2 separate regions of the Gossypium hirsutum genome follow, and region 2 is linked to region 1. A link is a contact called in public Hi-C data. All regions are on one chromosome and are shown on one strand. The core of a region is the stretch at or near the end of the contact, and the rest is flanking DNA. Distances in the headings are between cores, read along the strand shown.

Evidence for each region. Hi-C and Micro-C count contacts between places; a contact is called where the count stands out from the background.
Region 2: a contact with region 1 is called in a Hi-C map of leaf, with 2.2 times the contacts expected there. The contact joins the promoter of LOC107929675 here to the enhancer-like site in region 1. A contact is called at or near these places in 14 of 34 Hi-C or Micro-C datasets (anther, cotyledon, fibers and 3 more).

What each region holds. Positions count from the first base shown.
Region 1 is chrA08:106,647,082-106,650,013 of Gossypium_hirsutum_v2.1, reverse strand. No RefSeq gene overlaps it. Among protein-coding and RNA genes, the nearest start is that of LOC107929637, 8.2 kb to the left of the region's middle. Within about 2 kb of position 1,348, at least 2 of the 9 cell types and tissues checked have an H3K27ac peak or open chromatin away from gene starts, as enhancers often do. A contact at or near this core is called in hypocotyl and leaf, where this site is marked.
Region 2 is chrA08:106,685,795-106,688,729 of Gossypium_hirsutum_v2.1, reverse strand. It overlaps LOC107929675 (RGG repeats nuclear RNA binding protein A), which reads right to left and starts at 1,676. Exons shown (of 7, transcript XM_016861167.2): 1 at 1,170-1,676; 2 at 1-151. The coding sequence starts at 1,374.

The sequences.
Region 1 (2,932 bases), core at 99-2,598:
TCAGTTATTTAAATGAGTTGAAAAAAATGTTAGAAAAATTTTTTGTGTTGATAATATTTTGGTAACTTTTTGTGTTTGTAATATTTGGATGATATAATGACATGATAGGATGTCATTACAATGTTGTAACTTTTTGAGGTTGTAAAATTTTATAACATATGGATTATGACATATAAACTAATGAAATCATGTAACTTTTTGTTAATATATGAATATTATGTTTGGATGTGAAATATAATGCTCAAGTTATTTATTACTTCTAATATTTTTTTATTGTAGAATAATTAAATTATTTGTTTCACTAATGATATTTTAACACATTAAATATGTAGTGCAGTTTAAAAATAATAAAGTAGATTATATAGTTTTTATAGTATTATATATTATGATTTTTTTAATTCATATAATAATAATTATATTAAGAATTTTATTAAATTATATATTATTTTATTAAATTATACTTAATAATAATTATGTTAAAATATGGTTAAATTATTTATTATTTTTATTAAATTATTTTTAATAATAATCTTATTAAAATTTAATAACAATAGCAATAATTATCTACCTAAAAAAATTTTTGCTAAGGGTATTTTGATCATTTTAGTTTTTTTATTCTATTACAACATCATTCCATTCGACTAAACAGTTGAAATACTGATTATAGCTCTATTCAATTACAGCTCTCTTCTATTACAGTGAACCAAACGTACCCCTAGTAAAAAGAGTTGTAGTGTAACAAATATTTATGGAGAAAGGAAGAAGATTATATATATTATATTAAAAAATTGTTAACTTTTAAAGAGCAATGATTAAATTAATAAAAAAATTATAAATATTGAGAGTTTAATATTTATTTTCTAATTATCACATTAGTAATGATAGAGTTAAATGGAGAGACCATAATTTTTAAATAAAAAGTATTAGGATTTAATATCTCAAAAATAAAATATATGATCAATTTTAAATTTCAAAAGAGTACAAAGACTTTATACAAAATACTTTAAAATGAGTCTAGTAAATTAATATCTTGAATTCAAATTTTGTGAACAAACAAAAAGTGTTGGAAAGATTTTACTTTTCAATTGGAATTCAACGTGATTGGATTTTGAAAGCAAAATAATTGGATGAAATTACAACTATTATGAAACAATTATACCTTTTGTAATTGCAAAGAGATTTTATTTCCAGAAAGTATTTGACTAGCAGAATTAATTAGACCATAATTTTTTATGCCATGGCTGATAATTACATAACGTCAGGGCACATAAACCTCCCACCCTGTATCATGCCTAAATTAAGCTCCAATTATATGACACAAGGGCCCTGTTGGTCCACTTCCTCAAGGTCAAGCACCAACAATATTACTTGAATTCCTCTCTCATGTGACCTACCAACAGCCACAAGTACCAATCCACCCAACTACGCACCCAAATTCAACTTAATCATGGGATGCCCAGCGGCAAAATAGAATCCAAGGGCATGTGTTTCCTTTGTAAGGAAATAAAAAAAGATAGAAAATTGAATGGTGAAAGAATAGAAAGATGAAAAGTGTTGGGATCTTAGTTGTCTTGTATTTGAAGTATCTTCTCATGTTTGAATAGTTTCTCAAATTACATGTTTTATCACTATGTTCTGTCCTTGTTTGAACAGTTGTTTGGACAAACCTTTGAACAACAGTTTGTATACGTCTTTAAGATAGTTGAACTACATTATAAAGTTGGCATTTTTTTTACTTTGATTTTCATGATTGTTACACTATTAGCAAATTATTCTCAGGCTATGTTTTATTCTATCATTATCCTTATCTTTATGCTTGTCCTTATCTTTTTATTTGGAGACCAGGCTGACTCTTTTACTTGAATATGAAGGAAGTTGTGGGATAATTATTGAAGATATTTCAAAACCAATAAATATTTTCTTATGTCAAAAATATTACTTTTTCATTTAATATAATTAATTATACTTATTAAATTATTTTCTCAACCCAAATTTAATTCAATTAAAGTCATAACCACTTTACCTATTTAAAATTTGAGTAAATTAATTTAATTAATCTTGTTCTTAAGAAACTACGTTGATTGAATTAATTTAATTTCTTCTTCAAACTTTAATTATTTAATTTTAGAATAATTTAATAATAATTCAAATATATAAATTAATTTTTGAGTCACTTCTTGTTTATAGCGAGAAAACGCATTCACTGCAGATAGTGATACATGCGATCTATTTCTTTAGTCCATTGTTTCACATGTTTCCATTTCATCGATTAATGCAAACCATCAAAGTTATATCAAGCTAACAGAGGAACCGGTTAGACATATATAATTAGGGTTCAAATAATTTTTAAATAAGTTTCAAATCTTTGTCTTTTAATTACAACATTATTTAGTCATGAAGTCATTCCACTAAAGTCCCATGACTGAGCTTTCCCTATTATATACCATTACAAAAGTTACTTTACTAAATGTTTGTCCAATGACCTTGTCATATGTGGTACCCTCATAGGATATCTTTAATCTCTTTGGGATAAATTTGTTCTCTCAATATGATCCTATTTTATTTCATGGTAATCATTACATCTTACTTCATGAAAAATAAATTACTAATAAATAGTAATTAAATAATTCATCTTAAGACAAATGACTCGTTTCCCACCTATCATGTAATGCCGACGAGAGGATATCATTTACCCTTTATTGGGTTATGAATTCTACTATTGTACATGAAGCTATGTCATGCAAAAGTCGTATATCCAACGAACCAACTTTCAACTCTATTACTAATTTAACACAAGTTATCAATACATCAAAGTACACAAGTCGTGCACACACAACGCATCACTTGCTCGGGATTAAGGTAAGTCACACTATGAATGCCACAAGTGAATAAATCCATAAACAAATCTAGGATCTATTCTACTTGGGTCCAA
Region 2 (2,935 bases), core at 427-2,926, 38 kb before region 1:
CTCTCTCCATCTTCAGGTACAGCACTACTGCTGAAGGAATTCTCATCATTTGCAAAATCACGTCTGTATCCACTGCTACCACCACGACCACGTCCATATCCTCGCCCACCACGGCCTCCGCCATGAGCACCTTCATTCTTTGCCTCCCTCACTTTAAAAGAACGTGAAGACATCAGTGATAAGCCCAAGAGAGCTATAAAGAAACTATAATTGACTATTAGATAAAAAAATAATTTGACTAACTGTGATAACTATCAAGATGAGATCAAAGCTACAACTATCAAGCTTCAGTAAAAATAAATTGCATACCAACGCATAAGCACTTTGAAAAGGAGCAAAAAAGAACTCCTTTTTGATGGAACACCAATTGACACTTTCAGAGAATATGATATAAAAGACAAAAGTTCCCCACAGAATGCAGATTTCATTTCTATAGTTAAGGCATGCACCTTTGGCACTGCGCCTCAGCATCAAACAAAAAAAGCGCCTCAAGACCTCTTGGGCAAGATGCATTGGATTAGAAGTTTTCTTTAGTTCATTCATTTTTTATTTTATTTTTCATTAATTTTACCTTTACTAAGAATAGAAGAACACTGCCAAACACTCTACTTCTCAATGCTTGATTATTCAACAACAGACATGAGATAAAAAAAGAAAAAAGAAAAACCATGCACATTGGCCAACAAAAAATTGTACATTTCATTTTTTTGTAGGAGAATGAGATTAAAGTTTGATCTATCTTTTAGAGGTTTATTATCATTACCATATATCTTAAGCTTTTATACCACATATAAGGATTCTAGTAGCTTGAGTGCAACTTGACAGCATTGGATTTCATTTTAGAAAAGAAATAACAGCAACAAACCAATATGCGTTCCGGAATCTTTTGCTCTGTTCACTATAAGAAGTAAGTCTATACAGATAAGAAACTCTCAATGACTATATTCCAAGTAAATAACCGACAACAAATACTCTTTTAACAATCAGAGTCCAACTGCACTTTACAAGAAACGAAACCGAAGCATAATAAACATAAACCCACTCAAACCCCCCTCCCCCCAGAGTTCGACCATTAAGAAAAGGCAACTTGAACTTAACACAATCGGGTAAACTCAAGAGCCAATACAGAGAGCTAAAAATAATGAGACACTTTGATAGAGAAAACTTACCAGCCTGAGCAGGAGGGAGAGGCTTGGAGGGAAGCTTAGCCTGAGTTGCAGGCAGCGTCTTAGCTTGAGGTTTTGCTGGGCTCTTCCTTGGAGCAGCAGCAGTGGCAGTGGCCGCTGCGACGGCCTTTTGCTGAGCAGCGATCAGCAATGATAGTTCCCCAGTGTCGTCATCCCCCAACAAATCAAAAGGGTTCAAACCAGCCATTTCTTTTTTTGAATGAAAAATCCACACTAATCACTTCCAAACCCCTTAGAATCTTTCTTTTATAATAACCAAAAAATCCCTTACTCTTACAAAACTTCCATTAGATTTTTATGTTATGAAACCAAACCAATCTTCTAATAAATTTAAAAAAAAAAGTTAGAAGAGGTACTGTAGAAAGAAAAACCCTAGCCGCAAAAGAGATAAGAGTTTAGAGTATAGGACTCTAACAGAGAGAGAAACCTAATCTGACAGAAAAAGTCTCCTTTCTTCACTACGGTATTTAAAAAAAAAAAACAAATTCTTTGTTGAGAGCGAATAAAGGTTTAAATATGCTTTTGAGTTCTTTGTCCTCTTAAAATTAAAAAATTAACCTCTAAATTTTTATATTTAAATATTAAGTCCTTGTACTTTTGTTACGTAATTGTGTTCACCAATATGAAACCTAGATAAAATTTAGATTGCCTACCCGCGGCCCAGTTGGGCCCAACCAATTAGATGCATGTAGACCTTATAGTGAGGGTTCGCCAAAGGGGTGAGGGTTCGCCAAAGGAGCTCGCAACGGTAGTTCACAATTCCAGTTCGCATGTGCTTAAAATTTCGCATGTGGGGGCCAACAAGCAGACCAAAACAACACACGTATCCAACATACATAGAGCCTACCAAGAATGTCAATTCCATGAATAATAATCATGTGTATAAATATTTTATTGTCCCTTTCAATGAGACATAACGAAAAAATATTCAACAATTGACACTGTGAGCGTGCACATATTTTCGACCAACGAATTTCTTCTCAGTTTGATGAAAAATTATCAAAGTTACGATGGCTTACCCGAATGAAAATTTCCCTTTCGATCTTTCATCTGGATAACTTGGAGCCTCGGGATATGGTAGCCAACTTGCTGGAACAGACTTGTTTGTTGACTCACCCGAGAGTTTCAAGCCTATTCGACTTAAACTTTCCCTCTGGTCGCGGGTTGTCACTTCCTTCCAACCAAAAAGCGTCAACGCAACAATTCCTTGCTCTTCAAGAGTAGATGAAGTTTATGAGGGAAGAAATGGCTGCACAAAATGCACGGTTTGAACAACAACAGACTTTTCAACAAGAGTTATTGAAACGAAATGAAGAATTTAAAAGAAAGGTACAATCTGATAATTCTAACTTTTACGATAATATGACTATGCAGGTTGAAGGCCCAGGCTTGCATGTGAGGGAATGGAAAAATGATATGGATGCATTGTGGCAAGACGTGAGGACATTGCATCCTGAGTCTAGAGACATGGACCTTTTCTATTCTAACAATCCATTGGCCCCGGAGGTAGCAGCAATAAATCTACTGCATGATTTTAAGGTCTTAAAAGACATGTTCAAGGGTAAGAGAGACCCACGAGCCCATTTGATGCAATATAACGACTATATGAATGTAATTGGAGCCTTAGACCCTGCGAAGTGTAAAGCTTTTTCCACAACGCTTAAGGGAAGTGCGAATGATTGGTACTTGTCTCTTCTTCAAGGCTCAATCCGAAGTTTTTCCCAATTGGTTCAGATGTTTCTAAGAAG